Linked DNA regions of Mus musculus: all the other regions are linked to region 1. The links are chromatin contacts, called in public promoter capture Hi-C maps. All regions are on one chromosome and are shown on one strand. Each heading gives the region's core, a stretch centred on a gene start, on an enhancer-like site or on the middle of the called end of the contact. The rest is flanking DNA. Distances are from core to core; before and after follow the strand shown. Region 1 holds the start of Cpox (coproporphyrinogen oxidase). Region 2 overlaps Col8a1 (collagen, type VIII, alpha 1). Region 3 holds the start of Arl6 (ADP-ribosylation factor-like 6). Region 4 holds the start of Crybg3 (beta-gamma crystallin domain containing 3). Region 5 holds the start of Col8a1 (collagen, type VIII, alpha 1). Region 6 holds the start of Riox2 (ribosomal oxygenase 2).

Region 1 (4,451 bases), core at 1,059-3,558:
CTGTGATCAAACTGCATCCAGATTACTGTCGAAAAAGAATTAGAGAGAAGCTAAGGACAAAAGATAAGTTAGAAGGGACAGGCGCTGTGAATCTGTCTCATACATAAATTTTTCTTGGAATATTTGAGGGGTTTCTTCACATATCTCTCTGAACAGCCAATTAAAGTTACTTTAAAGAAAGAGCAAGTTAAATCAACCATACTAAATTAATTGTATATTTAATGTATAGGGTTGTAATAGCCCAGACTAGTCTCAAACTTACAGTTTGAGTAGTCCTCCTGTGTCAGCTTCACTTGTGCTGGGAGAACAGGTATGTACTATGCCTAACTGTATATTGATTTAAGTCAAATATGATCCCTTAAGATTTTTTTAATCTGTAAGAAGATGACAAATTTAAAATGTAAATCTAGGGCAAAATATTAAAATCTCAAAACCTTCACTTTCTGTTAATTTAATTTCTCTTTCAACGGCATTAGAGTTCTAACAAGGTCAAGTTTAGCAATACCTTGTTACTAATTGTTACACATGCGTGCATGCATAGAAATAAAGAGAAATACCAGAGAAATAAAGTGGGTTCATCAAACTCTCTCTTAAAAGGGAAAATGAATACACTGATATCAGGGCATAAAATTCATTATTTTTAACAGGGGAAGGATCAAATTAGCAAGGATTCGGAGAAGCATGTGGAGTTTGAAGATGAGTTGTATGTTTGTACCTAGTGAGATAGCATACAGCTCATCAGAATGTCCTGGCTTGTGGGGTTACACAGAGAATGAAATCATAGTACACAATAGAGAGCCAATTTTACACGCAGACGAGCACCCCTACTGCATAGCTTCTGTTTACAACTTACTGACTTCTTATTTGTCCAAGGCAGCTTTTGGATGCATCAAATTGCTTATAGAGGGAACATCTTCATATACTACAAATAGGACTTGGGAGTAATTTACCAGGAAGAGGTGTGTGTGTGTGTGTGTGTGTGTGTGTGTGTGTGTGTGTGTGTGACTGGTTTTGTTTCTTTTGAGACAGGGTCTTACTATGTCGCCCTGGCCATCCTGAAAGTCTTTAAGTAGACAAGGGTGGCCTCAAATTCATATAGGTCTACCTGACTCTGCATTCTGAGTGCTGGGATTAAATATGTGTGCCACTATGCCCTTCTAGGAAGATGGTGGCTTTTATTTTTTTCTCATACAAATCCGTTTGTTTGTTTGTTTGTTTTTAAGGATTCCAGTAAGCACTGTACATTAAGATTAAGGTGGAATCAGAGAACAGGAGAGAGAGACATCCAAACAGGCTGGAAGCTAGTACACAATTTGTTCAGGGTAAGTACACAATTAGTTATTTGTCTGGGCAAGTCTCCTGAATTTCCCATTTGGCTTATTCTTGGCTAGCTTCACATTAGCAGAGCAGGATCATAAAGGAGAAGTTTCTTACAGAAAATTAGAGAGATTCCTTTTCGTTAAAGAGCTTCATTTATCACCAGGAGGCCCAGCCAGACCCAGGCAACCTTCCAAAAGATAATTCTTATCTTTCCTTCTCTTCCAAGTCGGCCTCCAGCCAGGGCACACTACAGCTAAAAGTTAAGGGTTTCTCTCCTCTGCAAGCTTTGTCACTTCTCGTGAATTCATTTGCCTGCCACATCTGCCAGGCCTGAGCACGCATGCTGCTCCAGGTAGTTTGTGGTTGCATTTGTGTAAGAAGCAGGGGAGTGAACATATCGGTCAGAACCATACCCACTGAGCTCCAATTCCTGCTACAGCCAGAATGGAAGCTTGTGAAAGAATAACCAGTGGCCTCGATTATTATTTGTTAGTAGAAATTAGAATCATCAAGGATAGTTAAAGGGCAAATGAGCCCTTCTGATACTATAAAATAATGCTGGCAATGATATATGCTTGGAACAAAACTATTAAATGTGTGAGCTTCTGTCCTCATATTTTCAACGGGTAGGGCTATGGGGAAGAACAGAGATCCAGGATAGTAAACCGGAGTGCGAATATTTTCTCTGGATCTACTCAGGAGCCCACTACCCTGAACTCTTTGGGTAAGCCAAGCACAGGGACAAGGGTGCATCCTCCAGACCCACAGCCAGGACGAAGACAAGGGGTGTGTCTCCGAGTTGTTATTTCTGCCCGTTTGTCGTCAGCCTTCTAACCCCACTTTTGCTCACTGTGGGTGAGCGAGCAGGGCAATCCAAGGTGTACGTGACTAAAGCGCCTATCTTATCAGTCCAAGCACCTCCACAGTCCTCTGGCAGCACAGGAGGCCCGCGTGCGAGCAGCAGGACCCACCTCTGTGCGCAGGGTGCAGTCTTATCTGCTCTTTCCGGGAGCGGTCAGGCGAGTGCAGGAGGCGATAGGACGGGACTACAGTTCCCAGCAGCCTCCTCGGCTCCCGCCAGCAGCCTGCGACCTACACTCGCAGCAGCTCTTCCGAACTCCACGTAGCAGTGCTGGGGAGTCTGGGTCTCAGGACCCTGGGAGCTCCGGTGGGTCTGCAGGATCGGATTTGCCCAGTCCCGGCGGGAGATGGCCTTGCGGCTGGGCCGCCTGGGTTCGGACCCCTGGTGGCGAGCGGTGCTGGGCGACTATGCTCAGCTGCGCGCCGCGTCCCCGCGCTGCGCGTCCGCCCGCGTCTGCCAGCTGCCTGGCACGGCTGGTCCCCAGCCTCGCCGCGGGCTGGGCTACGGCCCCTGGGCTAGAGGCGGGTCCGGGCTGGGGACCCGGCTGGCCGCGACGCTGGCGGGGTTGGCAGGGCTGGCAGCCGCCGCCTTTGGGCACGTGCAGCGGGCGGAGATGGTGCCCAAGAGCTCGGGGGCGCGGAGCCCCTCACCTGGACGGCGGGAGGAGGACGGGGACGAGCTGGCCCGCCGCTGCAGCACCTTCATGTCCTCGCCGGTGACCGAGCTGCGGGAGCTGCGGAGGAGGCCGGAGGACATGAAGACCAAGATGGAGCTGATGATTATGGAGACCCAGGCTCAGGTGTGTCGGGCACTGGCGCAGGTAGATGGCGTTGCCGACTTCACTGTGGACCGGTGGGAGAGGAAAGAAGGTGAGGAGAGAGCTCCTGTTTCTTGGTTGGGCACCAGTTGCAGTTTAGGATTGGGGATTTAAAGTAGAACAGTTTTTACAGGGGGGTGGGGGTGGGGGGTGATCTGTCAGAAGGGACAGACTTGAATGACTGACATTGAGAGAGCCATTCGCTTTCTACTTGCAGATGTGGACCCAGAGGTGCCAACAATGTAGGACAAGTCACTTGAAAATATTGGCAATTCATAGTTGCACTTTTTTTTCTATAGGTTTGTTAAAGAACATCTGCAGGCAGCAAAGTGAAGCTTTCATGTTCAGTTTGTTACTGAACACGTCTCCCCCCCCCCCCCCCCCCAACACACACATTTTTTATTTATCCATCTGGGTGCATTTGTCCCTGCCCTATTAGAGGCAGAAGAAACACTGATCCTTTATGTCTGCTAGATTCCCTATGTCAAGAGTCTCCCTACTGTTTTTTGGCGGGTTATATAAGGAATATTTGATTAGTCTTCCAGTAGTTCTTACTAAATTGCATCATCAAATTTCTTGAAGGATTCCTTAGAATGCCATTCATGTTGAGTCATGTATTGGTGGCCATGTTGTTCCAAACAGAGTAGTCCTTCCCTGTTCTCCCCTCCCGCCTTAATTTTAAACTTGAGGATTTCTGACTTTTTCCAAGCTGGAAATACAACAGTATATCATCAATCCATTGTGAGTTATGATGCTACCACGTCTATATTAAATGGGAGTCAGTCTGATTTTCATGGTTTTTCATCTTGTAATGTTTTAGGGTAAAAGTCACTGACCGACCCAGACACAATCTCAAACACTAGATAGCCAGCTTTGTGTAACCTTTGGAAGTTACTGTTTTCCACCTCTGTTTCATAGTTAATGAATATATGCCGAGAACTCAGAATGTCAGAAACATGGTCAGCACTTAAATCACTCCGGTGGTGTGATCTTGAATATGGTGCCCTGCTTCTTAGAAATAAAACAACTCAGACATTAGTCTTTGAGAACAATGACTCTACGGTGACCTGTTGCCTTAAAGAAAAAAAAAAAACCTATTAAACACACATATATACACACACACATAAAATTTTACTTAATTTTAAACTCTGAACCCCTTAAGAGTTTGAATAGCTATGTTTTTGAATTGCATATAAAAATTAAAGGTAATAGGGTAAAATTGAGAGTCGAAAAATGTGAAGGAATACGGAGTTCTTGTATTCAGTGAAAGTAAAACACCATTCGGTAAACCCATTCCTGCCTGTAACATTAGCTTTCTGTCTTGTGAATAACAAACGGATTCTTTCTGGTGATATCTGGAGAAAGTTCCTTGGAGTTGTTAGGCCATGGCACGAGAACACAGAAGAAGCAGCCATTTCAGTGGTTTGTATCTGGATGCAATGTTTTCCTAGA
Region 2 (4,451 bases), core at 814-3,313, 980 kb before region 1:
TCCAGTAACAGATGGAAAAACAAATATTATATGTTTTCAATTGTAAATAGCCAAGGAGAACCACGTATGAAGTCTTCTTTTACTGCTCTAGACATTTGGCAGTATAGAACAGACATTAAGCTGAACCAAAATATAAAAACTACGTAGATTTTTTTTTTTGCTTGAGGTAGTTGTGTTGCATTACTTTTGCATTGATATCATCTCATTACTTACATTATGACCAGCTAAGGCAAGAATTGATCTGGTAATCAGCTCCTTAAGTATGATATTTTTTTCCTACAATAATATTTTTTCCTACTAAGCAATTTGTTTTCAAAGTTAAAGGTTGGCATATTCCTGTCTAATTGATCCTTGTGCCTTCAAAACATATGTGAAAAACGTCAAGTTTATCTTGTTACTTGTTCTGTGAAATAACCATGAATAAGACCAGGGTTGGAAGAAGCATGAAGGAGAGAAAAATATTTTCTGTGATCTTGGGACGTGATCAAGACTTTGAAACATCCTAGGAAGAACAGGATGAGAACCAGACTCCAGACATCAAAGCATGGTTGAGGTCCAAGTTTGTGTGGTCATCCTGACTTCAGTATTCTTGACAATAGTTTTTTTGTTTCTTCCTTTTTGAATGTGATAATTCTTTCTTCCCCTCGACAATTAAACCAAATTGACAATAATCTAATTTTTCCTAAAAATTAGTAATAAATGAAATTGTACTAAGCAATACTAATAAGAGCTACTATTTATTAGGATATCTTGTGTCCAATAAATATACTTTAAATATGTATGATTCAGTCTTCATTACACTCCTACAATATAGCAGCATTCTTACATTTAAGATCATTTAAAATATTTTTAAGATCTTAAAGCATGTACATACCTTTTAAGATTTACTTTTTAAATACTTTAATTATGAATATGTATATATAAATATCTATGCATGTGTGTGCACATGTGTACAAACACATGTGTGTGTCTGTGTTTATACATTACAGATATGTGTACGTGCATAAATATGTGTATGTGTATGCATGAGTATGTATCTATCCATGTGTGTCTACTATGTATGGGTTATGTGTGTGAGTGTTAGTTATTCCTAACACTGGAGTTATAGGTGGTTGTGAACTCCCAAAGCGGGAGCTGGAAGCTGGACCCTGATGCTTTGGAAGGGCAGAACATACTTTTATCAAAGAATCATCTCGCTAGCCTTTGATACTCTGCATTTTAAAGACAGAAGCTGTGATTTGTTTCATAGCTAGTGCCTAGAAAATATTTCTTAGATTATGTAAAATGTCATTTCTTGTGCTTATCCTGAGGGATAGGTTTCTATTAGTCATTTTTGTCCTTTGGAAAAACACAACTTTGAAGATCCCTAAGGAGAAAATGGAATTTTTAAACCAACAGGCAGTGTAGATCGACTCATCTCTGTCTTTTTGGGTCAGTGAGGATGACCGATAGATAAAAGGGGGAGATTGGAGGGTAGTTTTTTTTTTTTTAACAGGAATTGGTGGGAAGGTAAAAATACTAATTATGGTAAAAATAACCAAAGAAATAGGACATCCAGGATGCTATGAACGTATTGTCTTCATTGGGGCACATGAAATGCAACATCCCCATGTGATAGTGGATAATGACTGCTAGTGCTGTGAACTGTGAATCCCAGAAAGATGGCGCCTACACACAAAGATGGGAAAGACACACTTGGGGCAAACTGTTAAATAAATGCTACCCTGTTTGTTTTATCATTCTCAATTTCTAACCTGATTTATTAGCCTTCCCAGTGGTTGGCTGGACCCTGCTTACACTGTTCATTGCTCTTTGATCCCTGACAGTGATTATGGCTTTGTTGTACCACACATAGGAGAGCCAGGGGATTAGACTCTTCCTCACCCAGAGTTCATTCTTTACAACGTTGATGAATTGCACAATAATCCTTTTTTTTTTTTTTTTGAGCATCCACTCATACCAGGAACTTTTTATTTTTTATTTTTTGCCAAACACAGTCACACCTGCACATGTGTACGTAGTGTCCTGTAAAGTAAATGTAACAGGCTGTACACCTTGCCCCAGGAGCTCACAATAAAAACCAGACAATTGTTGTAGCGAAGACTAGGCAAACAGGTGTGCAGCTGTGTAAACAAAGAAACAGAATCAATTAGAGGATTGGCTACAAAGTGCTAGTGCCGGTGCTGTGCTGTTTGTAGGCTGGAACTGAAGCTAGTGAAATTCTCAGCCTGCACAAAGCTTGGTGTAGTCTTTGTGGTGGTAAGAAAGGAAAGGCTGATGGGGAGGAATAGAAGTTTCCCTCTGGAGCAGAGGACAGAGAACTTCCCACTCCCCAGTGGAAGGGTTCATGTACTGCTACTTTGGGTCTCCTCTATTTTCTAAGGGACTTGGCTGTAACCAGCCTGCAGAAGGAAAATGAAAGTATATTAAGCAGTGTTCAGCTTGCCAGAGAGATTTCATAAGCCTTCTTTCTTTCCACTGGAAACCAGACTAAAAAAGAAAATAAAAACCAGAACGTATTATAATTGTACATTCCACTTATAACCAATGAGCAGATGACAGTTGATGTTCCAAGGAAATGATTACTCTGGGTGAGGTTGTTCTCAGGGGCAATGCCACTCCAGTCTCCAGCCTTCACTGTGTTTGACAGAAATGGACCCAGCTTGGAGCAAATTCCTGCAGGTCTCTGCTTCAGCCACCCAAGGCTGATGGCTATCTTTCTTCTTGTAAATACATCCAGATAGGGAATTTGAAAACCTCCCCAGGAATCCTTTCCAGGGTTAGTAAAGCCTTTGCTGCCAGTGAAATCTTTCCATCTACCTTAAATTCCCTTATTTATAATTTCTATTTATTTCCTCTTCTTTTGTCATAGAGAGGACACCATGACTCCCCACTCCACCTCCAGTGGTTTCTCTAAAGACAGCTGTGAAACCAGCTCTGGCCTCTCCCACAGACATGCGTGGGCTCTGTTTTACCTGTCAGCTATTTATAATCTTTCTTTGCTCTTCCCAACTTTGGCCTCTGGATTATGTATGTATGTATGTATGTATGTATGTATGTATGTATGTATTCTATTAGATAACCTGCTGAAGAGCCCTCAAAATTGTTGTTTCATTATTGATTTAACGAGCTGTATTCTATGAATATGGACATGTCAGGATATTCAATTTCTCTAATTCCTGCCAGGCTTTAGTTGATTAGGTCATATTAAACTAAAGAATGCTGGAATTTATGCCCCTTTGGAATGGGGGTGAGATGACTGTCTCAAGATCTGGATGCACATGTATTAGCTCTTAACAATTTGAGTAATTCATCTCTAAACATAATGACGAAAGAGGTATTTTTTTATACTTACAAAATTAAATGATGGTTCAAACAATTTTACAGTTGTAAACACCTTCACTACTCAGTCATTCTGTGAACACATTCTTAGTAGTATTTTGGGCAAAAAGAAGTTATTGTCCCCTAACGACCGTTAGGTTTACCTTCACTATCATCGTATTGCTGATTTCTTCTGCAACAACCTCCAAATTACAACTTAATTTTCTCTACTAAGGAATATTTAAATACTTTTAATATATCTTTCAGGTATATAGTTTTGATCATATGGTATGTATATTTACAGGGTTTTTTTGCATGTGCTATATATTTTTTAAAAAAATATTGCCTGATTGTTTTTGCAAGGTCACTGATACCATATAGGTAGGTTTTGTTTTATTTTGTTTGTTTGTTTGATCAAGTAGCTTTTAGGCAAAGAGGACAGAAGGCTGCAAACCAAATCTCCTCTGTCCACATGGAAATAATTCCTGCCTTGCATGCCCTGGGGTCTTTCAAGTACATACTAACAAAATCAATCTTTGGAGACTACGATGGCATACAAATTTCCCTCTATTTCCCAATACATATACAATATTGAAGGAATTGAAAGCAGTCACTGAATGCTATTTTTTGGAGGGCTGATCTTTCTTTTGCAATGATCTAGTAAGTGTCAGTTTTCTCCTTTACCCTTATAACTTGGGAACCTCTTTCAAGTTCATGGCTTCTTTTTCTTTAATTATTATTGCTACAAGTCCGTATACACATACACAATACAACCTGTTTGAGTTCATTTAAGTTTGGTTGCTTCTATATATGCTTATACAATACCATTTGGTATTGGATAGTCAATGGGGTTCCTCCCCTTTTTATTCATCTATGCTCTCTGTAATCACCAAGAAAGCAAGAAGTCCCAGAAATGCAGGCTTAGGAACTTCATACGCAGATCTTCCCATTCATTTTTGTTTCTCAGAAACTCTCTACAATCCTTTAAAGTTTTTGACTTAAAGGATTCTCCTTCATTTTGGTTTCGATTCCAATCATACCACTTGCCTATTCTTAGTCACACTTTAGCCAGACCTTAGGTGTTGGACACGTGGCTTGTTCATTCATTTTCTCCACTCACTAAACACAGA
Region 3 (4,451 bases), core at 1,426-3,925, 970 kb after region 1:
TACATTCTAAACTATATTCTGGAAGCGAATTCTTAGGGATTACTTCTAAGAAAAATTTCAAGGTCACTGATGCTTGAGAAATTTTATATAAGCTTCTACAGCGCATTATTCTTTAATATGCTGATACTATCTCTAAAGCTCCAAGAGATGGACAAAGAAAGTACTACTGTCTGTGAGGACTTGTTCACAAGAACCTTTTTGGGGAAATATTTCAACTTCACACAAACTGGGAAACCTGATCTATTCTATTGGTCTGTTTGTGACATCATCTCTCAATTCACATATCCCTATACTTTGTCATGTGAAACACTAAGCTTCCTTTCTCTAACGTCCCCTTTTCAGATTTACCAGTTTCTTCAGCTTTGAAGGGGAACTATACCCTGAAAGTGGGCTTCTGGGGGACTGATGCGCTGCTGATTTTATTGTCTTCTTCCATTTCCTTATTTTTCTTTTTTAAGTTTAGAGAAAGCAAGTTCTTAGGTACAACAAAGTTCTCCAAAGGCTAAGTACAGCTATTCTGAGGTAAGTCCATAAAACGTTCTTTAAGAAGAAACAAAACCCGCTGTGACCGAGGAAGCCTGGCTAGTCAATAAGAGAGAAGAGCAGGGTGAGCTGGACTCAGAATCTGGAGCATGGGGAGTAAGCCATAAAGATCTGGAGTTGGATCATAAAAGTTGAGAACACACATCACAAAACACTCTCAGCCAGTTTTCATCCTCTCATTGGTTCTGAATTTCTTCCAAATAGTAGTTTAAAAGTTCTTACCAATAAAATCACCTCACTGTAATGAACTCACAAATAAAAACATCACACAATTAGATTAAGCAAAAACTCAAGCAAAAACTTGCCCAGTCCCAAACTCTCAGCAAACTTCTACACTTAGGAAGACTCTTGTAAAGCAATTGGGCTTTTGCTTAAGGGTTTACATTTTTACTACCAATTAAAAATTTACACAACACCCAAAACAAGTGTGACAGGGTTGAAATTAGGGAAACAATTAGCTTTATAATCTCTTTCCCTACTCATGTCTATTAAAATTTTCTAAAGAAAAGTATAATCTTAGGGACTGGTTATGTGGCAAAATGGTAAAGTGCTTGCCCACAATGTGCAAAGCCCTAGATTTAATCTCAGGCACTGTAAAACAAAAAAGAAAAAAATAAATAAAAATTATACTCTTAACAGCAGAGACCGCACAGCTCTTCTAGGGGACCAGAGTTTGACTGAGGCTCTCAAGCACCTGTAACTCCAATTCCAGGGCTGGTCACACATTCTGGATTCAACAGGTACTACACAACATGAACAATTATTACATAGAGAGGTGGGGGGAGAGGAGAGAGAACATGGTATAAAGTTGATACTGACGTAAACTATGCCTTAAAGGATAAAAAAAAAGAAAAAAGAAAAGAAAACCCAGCATATTCGCTAGATTAGGAACAAAATATACCTTCAGCTTAAAAAGTCTTACTGTATGTATTGTATAACGCTGGCAAAATTGATAGCTAAAGTAAACTTGGCTAAAATGAAACAACTCCTGTTCTTGAATCAAGAACACTTAGGTGTCTGAGCTGCTTTCTGAGAAGAATCAGCTTTCCAAAGGATTAGGTGGTTACCAGAAAAGCACTGAAGATTTAACATGTTATCCACATGTTAAGACCTTAGCGTTAAGCTGCAGAGAAAGATGAGATGAGACAGAGAAAAACGCCAGAAATGCTACTTTAAACATGATAGTAGTGTGGGCTGTTGAACATTCTTACTACCCCAATAAAACAATCTTATTAAGTTAGAAAATTTGATGATGAAATTTCAACCAAATTATTCATACATCATATAAAAAGGTCCGTCTTGGGCAGCGTTAAAGTCAACCAAACAAGCAAACAGCATTGGCCCAAAGCAGTTCAATACATTTTCGAAGCTCCTTGGTATACATCACATAAACTCAATTTTTTCCCCATCTCTCACAGATGAGAGATGATCTAACTCACTTAGATTCAAAAATACGGGTAATAGTTTAGAGTAATTCTAAATCGGACAGGGAGCGGGTATTCTCTGTCTACCAGGGTGGAAATGGCTGCGAACAGGTAGCGGGAACTTTTTGAACTAGTGGATCCTGCCGCCGGTTCCACAGCGCTACAGACACCGTGGAAAGGTCGTGTTCATGTTATCAAGGGTGAAGCTGATGGCGTGAAAAATCATACCCAACAGAGCTGAAAGAGAACACACAGATGATGGTGAAGAGAGAGAAAAAGCGGGGTGCGGATGGAGGTACCTGATCTTTGACGCCAATCCAAAGGCCAAGGGGCTGACAAGGACAGGAAAGGACGCACTCTTGTACCCGTTTCCGCGGTGGGATCTTCCCCGGAGCCTCAGCCTTCCTCTCTATGCCTCCGTAGGAAGGTTCCCTTGTCCCAAGCACAGCCCCTTCTACAAGTTGGGAGAAACAGCCGGTTCACCCAGGATGCGAGCATCAGTGGCTGAGCAGGCGCCCCGGCGCGCGGCGTTCCCTTGGCAACGGGAGCTTCTTCCGGTCCCAAAGCCACGCCCACCCGGGCGTCGTAGGTGTCCGCCCACAGGTTCTCCTTTCTGCGGCTGGAGAGCTCTGGGTAAAAAAATTAATGGCCTGATTCCCGCAGAGGAACTCTGTTAGCGAGAGTGTGAGCACGGAAGACACGGGGAGCCGCCACTGCATTGGGAGCCGAGTGGTAGCTCCCGTGCTGCTGGGACGCAAGGGAGCTGGAGGCGCGCGCACAGCCTGCCGGGAGGCGTGCGGGGCGGCCTTAGCTGCGCGCGCATCGCTGGTTGCTGGCCTCCGGGGTTCTGGTTAGCGCTTTTGGCCGGACTGCCATATCTGTGGGTGGCAATGTTTTGGCTTGACCGCCCTCGTCGTGGGCGGCGTGAGGCAGGGAAAGGATCTACTTAGATATGCTACTCCCATTACACAGAGCCTTTCCTAGGCTCAGCTAGGCCTGAGAGCGAGCGAGCGAGCTCTGCAGAATACAGTTGTAAGTACAGGCAGGAGAGGGAAACTGGTCAAAACCAGTCAGTATTTAAAAACAGAAACATTATTTGGCAAAGGAAGTGTGACCCTGTCCCTAGTTCTTAGCTGTCTGTTGTCCCGGATATTAACTAACACCAGACATGAGTTTGTGGATCAGAGAGTTTGATAGTTACCGTTCTTAAAATCACTTGGAGTTTATAGCAATAGAAATAATTTGTGCTAATTGAAAGTTTTTTAGATAGACACTTTCCCGCCCATTTGCATTGTTCCCAACAGACAGGCTACAGATGCAACAATTAAAGATCTACATTTTATTTTATTTATTTTTACTTTTTTTTTTTTTTTTTGACTTCAAACTAGCCATTTCCCCCATCCTACTCCTCAATGAATGACTGCATGACAAACTTGTATTTGAAAAGTTTCATCTCTTCATATCACTTGTTAGCATAAATGTGGGATGTTACTTTACTGGTTTTACCAGTTAGTATGTTCAACTACCATACTTGTTTTTCTGCCCGTTAAGGAAGCTGGCCGATTATTTGGACTTGGAGTAGGGTGAAGAAACTGAAAGGAATTCCATCAAAGAGATAGTGGTTAAGACACTGGTATATGCACTGCGGTAGAGTGCTTTTCTGGTGCCTTTCCAAATTCCTTAGTACTCCTAATGTGGAGTAAGGTCTAGTTCTGGTCTCCTGACTCTTGTAAGGCAAAAACCAGACTGAGTGAACAAAACTTCTATAGTTTGTACATCCAAAGGTAGTAACATAAATGCCCTTGTTAAAACAGAAAATGGAAATATACTATACTCTGTGGTCTAGTAAAATTACCCTTTGTGTATATTTCATCTTTGTCTTCAAAAATGTATCTAATCTAGTGGTTTTGAGGACAAAGGAAAGAAAAAAGTATGCATGTCTGACCAATAGATAGCACGTGTTCAATAGATAAGCTTCCTTCGTTGTGAATTTTTTATTACTCAAAGAAAATCAGCTCAGTTCCTGATGTGGTTGTCCTTTAACTTCTGGCCCCAAATGCAGGGGTTCCTAATTTACCAGGAACTATTAAACCGCTTCTCTTTGGCTCACTTTGACAAAACTTGGATGCTTATTTGCTTATATAATATTTTCTCTCTAGACATAGAATAGAGCTTATGTCTCTGATTTTCCCCCTTTAGGCAGATATTATCAGATTTTTTTTTTTCCTACAAAGCATTAGGAGGAAACTAAATATATAAGAACAGACCGAGCAACCATTTTTATAGTAAATTTAGATGACATTTAAAAATTATTTTTGTTGGATTTATTGACTTTTTTTATGTTTGTTTTGTCTGCTTATATGTATGTGCACCACAAGAATACTTGGTGCCTGGAGAGATCAGAAGAGGGTATCATATCTACTGAGACTGGAATCAGGGAAGATTGTGAGCCACCATGTGGGTGCTACGACTCAAACCTGACTC
Region 4 (4,451 bases), core at 1,257-3,756, 930 kb after region 1:
ACACACACACACACATATATACACACACATACATTCACACACACATACATACACACACACATACACACACATACATTCACACACACACATACATATACACACATATACACATATACACACATACACACATATATACACACATAAGTGTACATACATACACCCATATACACACATACATATATACACACACATACACTGATACATACACACATGCACACATACACACATACATACACATACATACACATACACACACACACACACACTCGAGGGACGTCAGGGTCAGTTTGCAGCACAGGTAAAAGGTAGCAATGTCACTTTGAACAGCTCTCTTTAAAAATGCTTTTGTTTTTATTTTTACAGTAAAATACAGATTGTGATCATTCGAGCTTGTGGAAAGTTGTGCCAAATCAATTCCTAAATTTTGGACCACTAGACATGTTCCAGGTTGTAATTACTGTTTTTTATGTGGGAGACCTTTTCTTGGCTACCCACTATTGCAAGCAAAGTCACACCATGACTGCAAAAGATCAACCCGGCTCTCATTAAAAGGTTTTACTGCCACAAAAGAAACAACCAAAGTGTGTCCTTTCAGCTTGAAACAGGATCACGGGCACAAATCCCAAGTCTGTTTCCAATCTTGTCACCACCAACATTGTTCTATTACTGGGAGGATGGGACCTACTGAGTGGTTCCATTTGTTGCCTTGCGCTTTCAATAAGGGCTTTGTGTTTATTTCTATCTGTGAAAAAGAAAGATTTAAGCTCCTATAAAACAGCTAAACACACACACACACACACACACACACACACACACACGAGGGATTATCTGCAATCCCCTTAACATCTGGCCAGTTCTAAAACAGATGAGAACAAAATTAGTGCTCGCGTAAGCATAATTAAAACCGCATCGTGAAAAGCCATAGCCAGGGCCTATCAGTGGTGAGGAGAGACAGAAAGGGGTAGGTGAAAAGGATCTATCTAGCTGCTGGATTAGTCAGCCCGGTGCAGAAAGAGTTCAGAATGGAGGAGTGCCTGCCTTAAAAGGGCAAATAGGCCAGGGGAACAGGCAGGATTTCAGGACAATGCTGATAGGAGCTGGCCTGCTTACTCCATTCCACCACTCTCAAGTTTCCAAAGGGCGCTGAGTCTACTGCTTTCAGATCACAGGGGACTGTTAGGGACAACGTTAGAGCCACATTAGAGCCACGACAGGTGAGACCTCCCAGATTTCAGAACTACCATTAAGGACGGGGAAACTTCGAATGTTAAAAGCATCAACAACCAGGCCAAAAGTATCTGAAACTTCCTAGTAGAATAACCAGTCAATTATAATTGGTCATTTCTTGGAAAGACGTATTATGCTAACAGGTGATTACACTGGAAATGATTCACAATTAGGAAAAGCAAGGAGAACGAAGGGCTAACAACAAATCACAAACCCTAAATAGTAATGGAACTAGAAGCGTCAGTTGTTTCCGATCCATTTTTCTTTGAAGTCCATCAGCAAGTCTTTAGTCTGAGGTAAATATAGCTCTCTAGAGGGCAACCTTCCAAGGACATGGGTTACAGGTTCTTCTGGTGCAAGTGAAGTTGGCTTCACTTCTCAAAAAAAAAAAAAAAAAAAAAGGAGAAAGAAGCGAAACCACCTCTCCTTTAGGGTTGATAAGGAAATTTAAAAACGGGCATTTTAATGAGACGAATTTTTAAAATGTCAATCTTTAAAGCAGCAGGAGTAGAGGAAAAATGATTATGGAAAGAGTGCAAGAGTGCACATACTAATCATTAAACTGAGCCAGCTCTCAGCTCCGGCCCTGGTTCCCCAAATCGGAGCGCTTCCGTCAGATGTCCCCAGTGAGAGAGACAGAGAGAAAGGAGGAAGGGCGGCAACATTTAAACTGTAAACAAATCTGGCGAAGACTTCAGATTCTGGATGTCGTCTCAGAAAGCTCTGATTGCAACTCTTTTAGGAATCACTTCGAGAAAACCTTAAGATGGCAAAGCACGACGCGGAGGGGCGCGAGATTCCCTCGGCAGCTTCAGAGCCTCCCGGAGTGGAGGGGACAGAGCCGGGAGCCCCCGATGGCGGCGGGAAAAGCCACCGGCCGGGAGCAAGAACTTCCCCAGATCTAAGCCACCCAGGGCGGGACCGGAGGAAACCCGAGCGGCGGAGGAAGGCGCGCACGGCGCCCCCGCGGCTCCCACCTGGCTGCACTCCGGCTCACTCCCGCCGGCTGGCCGGTCCCCGGCTTCTCCTCCTCTTCCTCTTCCTTGTCCCGAGAAGGGTTCCGCGGAGCGAAGAACCGAGAGAAGCTGTGCCAGGGGGCGCTGCCCCTCCTGCGGCCGCCGGACATCTCCCCACCGGCTCGGCCGCGCCGTCCGCGGGCCCCGACGAGCCGCTGGCCGGAGCGAGGGTGGCCGCAGCCCTGGCTCGCTGAGCGCAGCGAGAGTCGGCCCGGGCCGCCGGCGCGGCTCCTCCAGCCCGGCCGGCACGAGCGCTCCCCGTGCGGCTCCTCCTCCCGCCCGCGCCCGGAGCTGCCCGCCCCCGGGAGGAGCCAGTGGCCGCGACCGCCCTGTCGGCCACAGCGTGCAGATCCGGGAGGAGCAGCCTGGGGATGCTAGGCTCCGGCTTCCCGCCCAAACCAGCCCAGCCCGCAGCCCACTTGGCTTGGCCAACAGTCAACTGTAAATGCTTTGCTTCCCTTTCCCGAGTTAGGGCTGTTTTAAAACAGGGTAATCAATTAAAGTCTGGGGAAACACCTGGCAAGAAGCAGCACCCGCGTGCCCTGCAGCCTGGAACCTGAGCACAGCCTTTCTAAAGACAGTTTCAGCCTGCAAGGGTAGGTCCCATCTGTCCTGCTGTCAGCACCTTGTTTCTGCTTCAGCTGGCTCAGATGAGGAGCCACCAACCCAGGTGTGTTTTAGCGCTCACCCTTCACCTGTGGGCCACTCCCAGAATCCTTTTTCAAAAAAACCGTCCCTGATCACAAAACCAAATCTGATTCAGGTATGACTCAAACTAGAAAAATGCTGAAACAAATATTTGGTTGTTGCGCAGATACTCCTGTATTCTGGAACGCCAAAGGCCCTTAACATTAGTTTAAAACGAATATCTGGTTATGATAAAAATGACTTTATACAGCGGAGCTGCTAACAGAGAAAGCACACAGAGCCATATTCGCCCCAGGTGTATTGTTATAGTTTGTCTGAAGTCAAACTCCAGAGGTATGAAGTTCAAGATAACAGTGGGACATTTAGTAACTAAAAATGTTATGTGGGCAAATCACATGAAAATAGGGTGATAGCTGTCTGTGGCTGGCTGGAGAAGTGAGGAGGTTGAACGTCTACCTGTCGGCCCCAAGGAATCATAGTGCCGGTTAAGGAGCCTTCCCGCGGACCCACAGCTACCCCTTTGAGGCATTTTAATCTGTCAACTGGATCTGAAACTAGGAGTATGAGAGTAAGAAAAAAATTAGGATCAGATACAGATGGACAAGCAAATTCTTCCATGCAGCTACAGGGCCTGGAGAATAATGTGCCTCCCCAACGCAATGTTAGCTGACTAGCAGTTGCCTCCCCCTGTTGCCCTGTGACAAAAAGTGGTCCTACACCTCAGTGTTGGCACAGAGGGTCCAGGCAAGGAGTCTGTCTGGGGATAAAAGTGTCTGGGCGTCAATAAGATTATGAGGCAAATTCTGATTTTCAATAATACTATTTCTCTCAATTAGCTGATAGGAAAATGTTATAGTAGTCCACGTATTAATGTTTCTTTACAACTGGTCTCCTAGGTATATGCAGAAGTATTAGGCTCACGGCATGGAAAGTTCTTGGTATTGAATGTTTGCTTTTCCAATACTTAGATTTTTAGATTTCCTGTACCCTAGAGTCTTGACATACAATAGCAGGTTCTTGAATCCTAGATTCTAGGATTTTGTTATGAAATCTGTGAAAGCACTTTCAAATTTCAGTTGGAAACATCTCAGAGATACTAATTTTATGCACTCAACTTCGCTTCATTTCAAATTCAGTTTTCATCCAGACATTTGGTAAGTGGCTGAGGCAGGAGCATTCTTTCCATAAAGCTGACGAAGTTCATGGGTTTTTTGTTTGTTTGTTGTTTTTGGGGTTTTTTTTCGAGACAGGGTTTCTCAGTATAGTCCTGGCTGTCCTGGACTCATGTAGACCAGGCTGGCCTTGAACTCAGAAATCCGCCTGCCTCTGCCTCCCAAGTGCTAGGATTAAAGGCGTGCACCACCACCGCCCTGCCGAAGTTCACGTTTGAAGACACTTCACTGGTACTGCCTTTTCCAGTGTGCGCAGTGACTGGATGGTCACGTGTTCTTAGACGACTGTCAACGTAATTTCTTCTTTAAAGCTAAGTGGATTGGGACCACAGGACTCTTCCTCTATCCTATGTCCGGAGTTCGTAGGTTCTAGAGTTCTTTGGCTCAC
Region 5 (4,451 bases), core at 1,362-3,861, 920 kb before region 1:
CTAGATTGTTCTAGTCTCTTAATGGATGTCTAGGTGTCTTCTCACCTTCCCACTCAATTCTGGTTGATTTCAAATTCTTTAAAGGTGTCCTTTATCCTTTTCTTTTGAGATAAAAATATACATCTACTTTCCTACTGTGTAGATATTTTACTTATTCAAAATCAGAAATAGAAATCTAAAATGTGTGGGTTTGTTTTTTATAAGTATAGCAGGTCCTCAAAATCTGTAGGGCATCCTTTGGGTGTCTCTGGTCAAGGAGACACCCACTCTTGTTTTCCTTTAGGGAGATAGCAGCAGCCTGCTGCAATAGCATGCGCTGGACATGGCCACACACGGGAAGAGGAGACTCGGGCTGTCCTTTGACATCCTGTGCAGAAGAGGTGATGTTAGGACAACTAAATGACACCTTAACTTTGATTTTTCTAAACTCATAAGAAGAAAAGTACCATTGTGCCTGGTACATACCTTAGGGAAAGACTCCTTTGACTGGTAATGCCCCCTGGGAAGGTTAGATCATGAACAGTCTGAGATGATCTCACCCACTTAGTTAAGGGGGTTGAACCTCATGACACATATACTGTTAAACTGTTCATAGCTGCTCCGTTCAGACAGTCAGGGAGAGCAGAAGCAAACCTTCAGAGAACAATTATAAGTCTCAAATTTAGCTTGAACAGAGTTCTATAATGTAAGCTTTTGGCCCTTAGGGCTGATAACTTTGACAGAGGAGGTTTTTGGAGGAAATTATAATCTTTTCTCACTGATGGGGCTGAGCAGGACTCAAGTATTACCTTAAAGGAGGAATTAACTTGAATGAACCCAACATTTGGGTTGGCCTTGTTTCATACCTGCACCTTCCATGGCTCATTACTCTTGTTAGCTAGAGAGCCAGCAGACTGCACTGTGGATGGAGATAAGGGGATTTGAAGATGCACAGGTCACATATTATATTGGCCAATAGTAATTTTATATCATTTTCTGAAAGGAAACCACATTCTCTGCAGTATTTTTCCACTGGGGGGAAAAACTGCAACGTGGGGGAAATGGTTCATAAGTAACTTGAATAATTTTATGCTAGCCCTTTCATGCTAAACAGTGTTTAATATTTTTACATTTCTTTTGATATATAAAAGATAAAGAGAATTTGGAAAAGCCCAAGCCACTTGTCTAAGTGTGTGATTTATTTCAGTTTTAGACCTACAGTGAAATTTCCCATTTGAAACAGCACACAACCAACAGGCATGAAGATGTGAATGGCTCTCTCCCCTTAAGAACCTTAAGGACTAAAGCGCTGCTTTGGTTTCTTGACTGGCAGCCTGGGCTTGTCTCCTCCAAGAGCAGCTTCTGCAGTTGCCCAGATGGAACATTTGAAGAGGGCTTTTCTCCCACATGAGAGCCTTTCATCCCACAAAACCCACAGAATATGGTAGCAAACTTGATGGCACAAGAGTCTGATTTTTATTTATTTTTCCAAAGTAGCTGTCAGGTTTGCTTCTCCTCACACAGGTGCACAGCACTCTGGAGAAGAAGAACAGATCAACCCCCAACCCACCTACCACAACCACTTCCCCAAACCACCCCTACACACATCCAAGGTCTCTTCCCCACTGCAGAGCTCTGGGGGAGTCAGTCAATAACCAGGCACTCGCTTGAGGAGGGCAGAGGGGACGGTGAGGATGAAAACCTTCCATCTGAAGTCTTTCTGGCTGATCTCGCTATACATCAGTCAGTTGTACACAGAAGAATTGTGCAATCTGACCGGCGTGCTTTCTGAGAAACATATTGAAACACTTCGTGTTTGAGGTGTGTATAGGCATCACAGAGTTCTCATACACTCTCAGTCTCCACACAAGACTCCTTTTAGGCTGTACTGGAAAGGTAGCCCAGCAGTGGCTCATCCTGCCCCAGCTTGTAAACTGGGATTTGTACTTTCCTATCTTCCAGTCACCTGATTACTGTCCCCGGGCAAAGGGCACTCGTTCACATCATTTTTTCCGAGCAGTTAAACCTGGAAAGATACTTCTTAAAGGACTCACAGAAGTTGTCTTGGGGGTTTGGAAAACATCACAAAATCAGCAGCCGACCTTTTGACTGTGCTATTTTTAGAGAAGTAATTGTGCTCCTTTAAAGTGCATTTTTTTTTGACAATGGGACAGATTCCCCTGCCCTTACTGATATGTGAACTATTTACAATTAAAAACACAAGCATAATACCGCAAACAGATACATTTAACCTCAGAAGCAGTCAGACAGACGGGGCACGCGGGGAGGGGGGGCAGTGTGACTTAAAAAGAGAAAAGATTTTTGTAATAGAAATGCTGTTGTTTCTGCCAAAAAGGAATTTTTATTTTACTGTTCAAACAGAAGTTTGTTTTCAAACCAGTTGCTAGTTAAGAAGCTCACTGTTCATTACAGCATCCTTATGAATCAACTCTAAGTAAAAGGCGTTGACCAGCAGGGACTCACTCCAGGCAGCAACCCCCTGCAAGTCAGCAGCCCTGACAAGGGTTATCTTACCTTGAGCACGTCAGATCTGGGAGACAGGGACTCGGGCTCCCACGGAGAGGACCGTGGAAGGGCTCTGATCCTCTGTGCTCTGCGGGTAACTTGCACTTGGCTTTTATGGACAGGTGGGCGGAGCTGTTCCTCACAGTAGGTGGGCAGGGATTGAGCGGGGGCGGCGGGCGGGCTGCCCCCGTGGAGCTGGACACTTGTCTGGGGAGGGGCAGAAAGGGTAGAGCCCGAGTTTTTAGGAGTGGGGAGAGCCAGGGACTTTGGAGGGCGGCGGAGTAAATAGACAGGAGTGGAGACGAATGAGGGAGAGTAGAGAAAGGCAGAGACCACAGAAGGGAAAGGTTGGGGAAGAAATGAATGGGGCTTGGGGACGGGAAGCTAAAGTAAAGGTAGGGGAAGAGAGAGAGATAGGGATTTGATTCTGGAAGATGAAATGGGTACTGGATTATTTTTCGGTTTTGTGTGACATTTTTGGCAGCGAGAGGAACCTGGGCGACTGTCAATAACAAAGGTGTTTTCTCTGTGATCGAAAAGCCAAGTAACCGCCCAAGAGAACTGACGGGTTTGGAAGCGAGGTAGAGGCGAGGAAGATGGGCTTCTGGAAAAGGGTGGAGGACAAGCCCGGTGAGCCCAGACAGTGGTGGGAGGGGATCGTCCCAGGGAGCCCCAGGCGCCCTGCCTCTGGGAGCTGACTGCTGCAGCCTGGCCCACCCCACCTCACTCCTGCCAGCCTCCTTCCACAGACAGTTCTAAGCGTGCAACATCCAGGCAGCTCCAGAGGCTGGAGCAGCTGTGAGGTCCATCTGCGGAGACAGCTCCGCACCAGCTCGTCCCTTCAGCATCAACATCTGCTTATGTAACACAGGATGCTAGGGCTCGCTGTCCTCTGGTTATTTTCGGTATTAAAAAAAAAATCTCTCCTAGCTAGCAACTGAAAAATGTTCGGTGTCATAGCTCTCTCCACTTGTCGTAGGCATAGAGAGGATTTAACCAACAAGTGCGAAGGGTCATGCTGAAGTTATTAAAAAATGTATTCAGAGAAAGAAAAATAAGGTCCTTTCGCTGCTGAGCGGTGACTCACTTCCCAGCCCAAGCTACAGTTTTGCCACCAAAGAAATCAAAGCATTTGAAAGGAGGACTTGAGACTCAGAGATGGGAAATGGGAGTCGGATAGATGCCTTGGAGAAGAGGGAATGACCTTGCTCACCGAGTACACACACACACACACACACACACACACACACACACACACACACACACGATCTTAAGCCATGCTGTGCTGTTTTCTGTCTTGTTTTCTAGCTAGCTCAAGCTGGCAACAGGCTAAGCTAGGCAGTTTAAAAACTCCTGCACTCCTTAGTGTGCCTGGAGAGTGTGCATTGTTCTGAGGACCCGCGCAGGGGCTTGAAAACTGTTCAGTAGTATCCCTCAGCCTCTCCTCCACAGGATGCCAGAGGACCACTAGCCCAGCAGTCTCCTTCTGCTAGGTGTGGAAAAAAAATGGCCTTGGACTTAGCCATAGGATACTGAAGGGCAAAAAACCTCTCCACTAAGAAAGAGCCACTGGCCTAGTAAAGGTCCACAGTATAAAAAAGAATTTTCAAAGAATCTATTAAGAAAATAGTAGTGCGTGCCACTGGGATAATAATAATACCTGCCACCACATGTGCTAAGTTTACACTGGACTTAGTTTTTTACAGACTCACTCCCATCTGTCTGCCTGGAGAGCCCAGAGCCTCAACTGATGGTTCCTTTGTAAGAATTCCAAGCTTAGCTCGAATGGATAGGCTTGGAAGTCAACATGCAAAAACCGATGCGATTCAGAGAGGGAGGATGGTGAAGAGTCATTAGACAAAATGGAAACATTTTAATTTTCATCAAGATACAAATTTGACATCATATGTGTGTGCGTGTATATACATATATATGTGTGTGGGTAT
Region 6 (4,451 bases), core at 938-3,437, 800 kb after region 1:
TTCATGATATTACTACAGAAAGGACATATATTAATGAAGAATATCTCACAATAAAGAAAGGGATCCAGGAATCAAGAAGTCAAGAAGGAAGAAAACCATGAGTCTTGTTATCTTAGGGTCTGTCTTCTCTTACAACACGTAAAGTCATGGTTATTCCCTGGAATCAAAAATTACGGGAGCAGTTATTGACATTGTAACACTTTAGCCACTGTGGCTGCTACAATCTCCTGCTGTACTATGATGTCACTGGTCTGTGATGGAGCCCAGTGTAGAAGAGATGCTTCCAAAGTCAAGACTTTCTAAAGTTTTATATACAAGCCTATGACCTTTAAAAGTCATGTAAAGACTCCATCATTTCCAAAACTAGCTAAGTCAACAGGCAATAAAGAGAGGGAAGCACCCCCACCCCCACCCACCGCTTCAGAGAACACTAATGCAGGCATGTCTGAGCATTGTACACTTCAAAGAGGTGCTATAACCACAAACCCACACATCAGATAAAGTTTTAGGGCAATCACACTTTCCTGAAATAACTTAAAAGATGTTTTGTTAACTAGGTTGTGCCTGCAGCTGGGGCCATATGTATATTAAATCTTGGATCAATGAGAAAGGGGCCTCAGGACCTGCTACATAGTTTTTAAATAAATGTGGAACTAGGGGATCAGGGTTGGGGGAGAGACTATTTTGTGACAATGAGTTCCAATCATTGAATGTGATTTAGAAGGATAATGTAAATGAAAAGTAGGAGGAAATACAAGACAAAGGAATGACTTGTAGAAACTGTAAATATGGCTGGTCTACAAAATGATCTTAAAGTCTGATGTGGTCTGTATTTTGAGAAGAATTTCTCTATATTTCTAAATATAGAATTTATCTATATTTCATTTTGAAGATAGAATTTTTATCTCTACCATCTATCATTTATCTGTCTTTCTATGTTATTCTAGGTCACGTTTCGGCTGAGATTGAAGTAATCTAATTGTTCTTGTTCATTTATATGAAGGATGGTGTATAGTGTAACTCACAACGAAGTAATTAATTGCGCAAGGGCCATCAAGTTATACAACACATCAACTCAAAATATTACCCTACTTTTTCTGAAGTATTTTTTATTTGATTCTCTCATGATATTATCATTAGCTCCTTTGATTGTAGCCACTTGTGCTGATGAAATTCTTCATAAGTTTTACTTGGTTAATATACATTATATTACTGTGCTATGCTTCATATAAAATAATTTGACCTCTATGTGGATGTAGAAAAAAACAAAGATTTTTTTATTATTAATTACTGTCATATATGATTTCATGACTGTTCCTCTTTTGCCCCTCTGTAGACCCCAATGCTTTGAGGATACTCAGTTGCTAATCCATTACCTAATAAATAACCAACTGTGTAAAAACATGCATGTATGCAAAACACTTTGGCACTAAGACTTATTTTCAGGCATTGTGATGGTTTAAAAAGGAGTAGTGGCTCCCATAGGCTGATATATCTGAATGTGTAGACATTAGGGAGTGGCACAATGTGAGAAGGATTGGGAAATGAGACCTTTTTGGAATAGGTGTGGCCTTGCTGGAGGAAGTATGTCACTGGGTGTGAGTTTTGAGACATTAAAATAAAGAAAAACTTAAAAGGATTGGAATGAAAATATATGAAGTCTAAACAAAATGGTTGGTACTAAAATTGTTAAGTTACCCGGGCGTGGTGGCACACGCCTTTAATCCCAGCACTCGGGAGGCAGAGGCAGGCGGATTTCTGAGTTCGAGGCCAACCTGATCTACAAAGTGAGTTCCAGGACAGCCAGGGCTACACAGAGAAACCCTGTCTCAAAAAACAAACAAACAAACAAAAATTGTTAAGTTAATAACAATCGTATACATATTAAAGCCATATACAATGACGGTTTTGGATCTTTTGTGGACCGATGGAGTACAAGCACTCTCTCAAGAAGCATGTTCTTGTATGTGTGTGTTAATAAAGGGAACTGTCCAAATTTATAGATTTCCCTCTAACTTCAGATTTGAAGGTAGCAACTATAAAAAGCACATTCACGTTCTGTGACCTTTAGGTTCATAGGCCAGAGCAGGGGAAGGCCTGTAGCTGTAGGCAGGAGCAGGGATGTGGTCCGGGGGCGGAGCCAGAAGTCCGGGGCGGGGCCGCGTCTCGTGGGCGGGGTCGCGTCTCGTGGGCGGGGCCGCGTCTCGGGAGCCCGCCCTGGACGTGACCACGCCGTCGCGCCCTTCCATGCCTTAGCTGGGTCAACTTGCGGAAGACACGCAACAGGCCGTGCCGGTGCAGCGCGTGGGACGCGGGTCAGGCTGAGAAGTGCAGCTCTGGAGGGCTGGGGCCTAACTGGTGAGCCGGGTGGCTGAGGGCTGGGGACCTGGCCACGTGCACCGCCGGACTGGTGGCGGGCGGCACACGCCGGCGAGCTAGAGCCAGGCTGCGCGCGCAGACGGGGAGGGGCAGGGACCACGGTCGCGGACTGAGGAGGGGCGCGGGGACTGTCGCCCAGCTCGGGACTTGGAGCGTAGGTTGCCTTTTTATCTCCACGTGAGGAAGACTGCCTGTCTGCCTGCCTGCCTCCAGGATGTCCAACAAGTGACTAAACAGGTTTCAGGAAGTCTACCAGCGGTCATGATCTGAACTTCCGGCGCCGGGAGTTGGGTTTCACCAGCTCCTTTTTAATACCTGGATGCCTCTGAACTTTTGGGCTGCATCTTTCGTGACCTCATGGACCCCCCGAATACACATAATTCGTATTCTGTTTATATAAAGCTGCAAAAAAACATAACTGCCATTCAGTGAGACATCTCTGAATTAATGAAAACTTTTCTGGGTGCTGAAGACAATTGCTTTCAGTTAGCCTGGTGATTTTCTTACAAGCAATATATAATTAAAAAGTATTTCACCACTTTATTTATTTTATGTGTGGATGTACACAGGCTATGATGTACCGGTGGAGGTTGGTGGACACTTTGAGGGAATCCTTTCCTTCCAGTATGTGGGTCTCAGAAATTAAACTAAGTGGACAGCAGGTGTCTTTACCGCCTGAGTCATCTCTCAGGCCCATGGTGTATAACTACTGTCAGGTGTGATTAATTGAGCTAAGTTCAATCTAGTCTTCTCTAGGTTAGTGGGCCTACAATTCGTTCATTAAGGACTTCTGTGAATGTAGATTTCTGCCTCCAGCATCAGAAGTGGTACTCCACTAGGTTTGATGTGTGCATCTAGACATTAGCGTGTACCACGCTTTGCTGGTAAAATACTGCTACCATGGAGAGAGACGTCCCTGCCAGGGCTGCTAGTGAGTATTGATATCTATGGTTACTTGTACAGAATAATAGTCCTAATTGTGCAAACCTCCTCCTCCTCCTGTCTTTCCCAAGTGGTGGTGGTCATGGGGTTTTTTTTGGGGGGGGGGGGTTTGTTTGTTTGGGGAGCTAGTGAGTAAGGCTTTTGAGAATTTGCTAAGAAGAAAAAGTGAAGAAAAATTCTGACTTAACTGTCTTGTGCCATACTTGGCTAGGTTTGTGCAAGGTAGAGGTAGCTATCTCTTAAGACACTCTGTGGCTTCTTGTCATTAAGTTTTACCATGGGAAAATTAGGTCGCCCTAAAATGTAGATTCTTAAGTTTGTCAACTATAGTAAGAGTGCCAACATTTATTTTCGGGTTGAACTTATCAGCGATACAGCAATTACCAGTTTATAAACTGAGTCTCTTTTAGAATTGTTTAAGTGCTTTTAAATCAACTTACCGCAACCCCAGGTCTATAGAAAGAAATATTCTTGTTTCTATCTGGGAGCCCCGTGGGGCTTACAGGCAGGTGCTGCACCATTATGGATAAAGCAGTCTCTTGTTTAATTTCCTGTGTTTCTTGAAATACAAGGAATGTCTTGGGTGTCCTGGGCATGTGAAATGGTGGTGCCGTTTGGTATATTTGGAGATAGGCCTGGTGTGTCTACTCTGCTCCACCCTCCAAAGGCTATAAAAAAATGAGTGGTGTAAGGAAAACAGAATGTATCTGAGTTAGTTTCCAATTAACTGAGGCTCAGATAAATTCTGTTAACCTAGGGGAAGAATAGGTGGTGTAATCGTAGGCAAGGTAAGTTCTGTAGTCTTGGGGTTGACTTGTTGGTGATTGTAGGTGGGGAAAATCCTTAAGTGGTTTTATTCTCGCTTAAGTATTTGGGGCACTTTAGCCACACCTTCTGGTGAATGTACGATTTCACTCTCAGGTTATTCTTAAGGAAACAAGCCTTTCACTTGTGTTTTCCTCTCATCAAACTGAGCAATCGTGAGGGTATGAGATGTGTACCTTAAATATAAGAGGGTAAGAAATGTGTGCCTTACTTTGGAAGGTACCTGTTCTGGCTAGCTAGTCTTATGTCAAGTTGACACAAGCTAGAGTTACCTGAGAGCGGGGAGCCTCAATTGAGAAAATGCC

The links. Promoter capture Hi-C pulls out the DNA fragments that hold promoters and counts their contacts.
Region 2: a promoter capture Hi-C map of the HPC-7 cell line shows a contact between it and region 1, with 6 times the contacts expected there. The contact joins the enhancer-like site here to the promoter of Cpox in region 1. A contact is called at or near these places in 5 of 39 promoter capture datasets (the 3T3-L1 cell line, the HPC-7 cell line, cranial neural crest and 2 more), 3 of 484 Hi-C or Micro-C datasets (the G1E-ER4 cell line, forebrain and group 2 innate lymphoid cells) and 2 of 115 datasets of contacts at active chromatin or transcription factors (forebrain and stem cell-derived neural progenitor cells).
Region 3: a promoter capture Hi-C map of pre-B cells shows a contact between it and region 1, with 5 times the contacts expected there. The contact joins the promoter of Arl6 here to the promoter of Cpox in region 1. A contact is called at or near these places in 9 of 39 promoter capture datasets (the 3T3-L1 cell line, 3T3-L1-derived adipocytes, the C10 cell line and 5 more), 3 of 484 Hi-C or Micro-C datasets (B cells, the MNK3 cell line and rod photoreceptor), 3 of 115 datasets of contacts at active chromatin or transcription factors (large pre-B cells, pro-B cells and stem cell-derived neural progenitor cells) and 2 of 9 other capture datasets (adipose tissue and liver).
Region 4: a promoter capture Hi-C map of liver shows a contact between it and region 1, with 4 times the contacts expected there. The contact joins the promoter of Crybg3 here to the promoter of Cpox in region 1. A contact is called at or near these places in 6 of 39 promoter capture datasets (the 3T3-L1 cell line, embryonic stem cells, hippocampal neurons and 2 more), 1 of 484 Hi-C or Micro-C datasets (B cells) and 1 of 115 datasets of contacts at active chromatin or transcription factors (stem cell-derived neural progenitor cells).
Region 5: a promoter capture Hi-C map of hippocampal neurons shows a contact between it and region 1, with 2.6 times the contacts expected there. The contact joins the promoter of Col8a1 here to the promoter of Cpox in region 1. A contact is called at or near these places in 9 of 39 promoter capture datasets (the 3T3-L1 cell line, 3T3-L1-derived adipocytes, cranial neural crest and 3 more), 1 of 484 Hi-C or Micro-C datasets (cerebral cortex), 1 of 115 datasets of contacts at active chromatin or transcription factors (forebrain) and 1 of 9 other capture datasets (adipose tissue).
Region 6: a contact with region 1 is called in a promoter capture Hi-C map of neural stem cells. The contact joins the promoter of Riox2 here to the promoter of Cpox in region 1. A contact is called at or near these places in 8 of 39 promoter capture datasets (the 3T3-L1 cell line, 3T3-L1-derived adipocytes, embryonic stem cells and 4 more), 5 of 115 datasets of contacts at active chromatin or transcription factors (astrocytes, embryonic stem cells, forebrain and 2 more) and 1 of 9 other capture datasets (adipose tissue).

Annotation. Positions count from the first base shown.
Region 1 is chr16:58,667,900-58,672,350 of GRCm38.p6, forward strand. It overlaps Cpox (coproporphyrinogen oxidase), which reads left to right and starts at 2,309. Exons shown (of 7, transcript NM_007757.2): 1 at 2,309-3,051. The coding sequence starts at 2,529.
Region 2 is chr16:57,684,153-57,688,603 of GRCm38.p6, forward strand. All of the region lies in intron 1 of Col8a1 (collagen, type VIII, alpha 1), which reads right to left. Among named protein-coding and RNA genes, the nearest start is that of Col8a1, 68 kb to the right of the region's middle. Within about 2 kb of position 2,064, at least 36 of the 459 cell types and tissues checked have an H3K27ac peak or open chromatin away from gene starts, as enhancers often do.
Region 3 is chr16:59,636,664-59,641,114 of GRCm38.p6, forward strand. It overlaps Arl6 (ADP-ribosylation factor-like 6), which reads right to left and starts at 2,676. Exons shown (of 8, transcript NM_019665.3): 1 at 2,267-2,676. It overlaps 4930547E14Rik (RIKEN cDNA 4930547E14 gene), which reads left to right and starts at 282. Exons shown (of 3, transcript NR_040564.1): 1 at 282-522.
Region 4 is chr16:59,598,541-59,602,991 of GRCm38.p6, forward strand. It overlaps Crybg3 (beta-gamma crystallin domain containing 3), which reads right to left and starts at 2,507. Exons shown (of 22, transcript NM_174848.4): 1 at 2,205-2,507. The coding sequence starts at 2,353.
Region 5 is chr16:57,752,126-57,756,576 of GRCm38.p6, forward strand. It overlaps Col8a1 (collagen, type VIII, alpha 1), which reads right to left and starts at 2,612. Exons shown (of 4, transcript NM_007739.2): 1 at 2,515-2,612.
Region 6 is chr16:59,469,588-59,474,038 of GRCm38.p6, forward strand. Riox2 (ribosomal oxygenase 2) reads left to right here and starts at 2,188. Exons shown (of 10, transcript NM_025910.3): 1 at 2,188-2,358.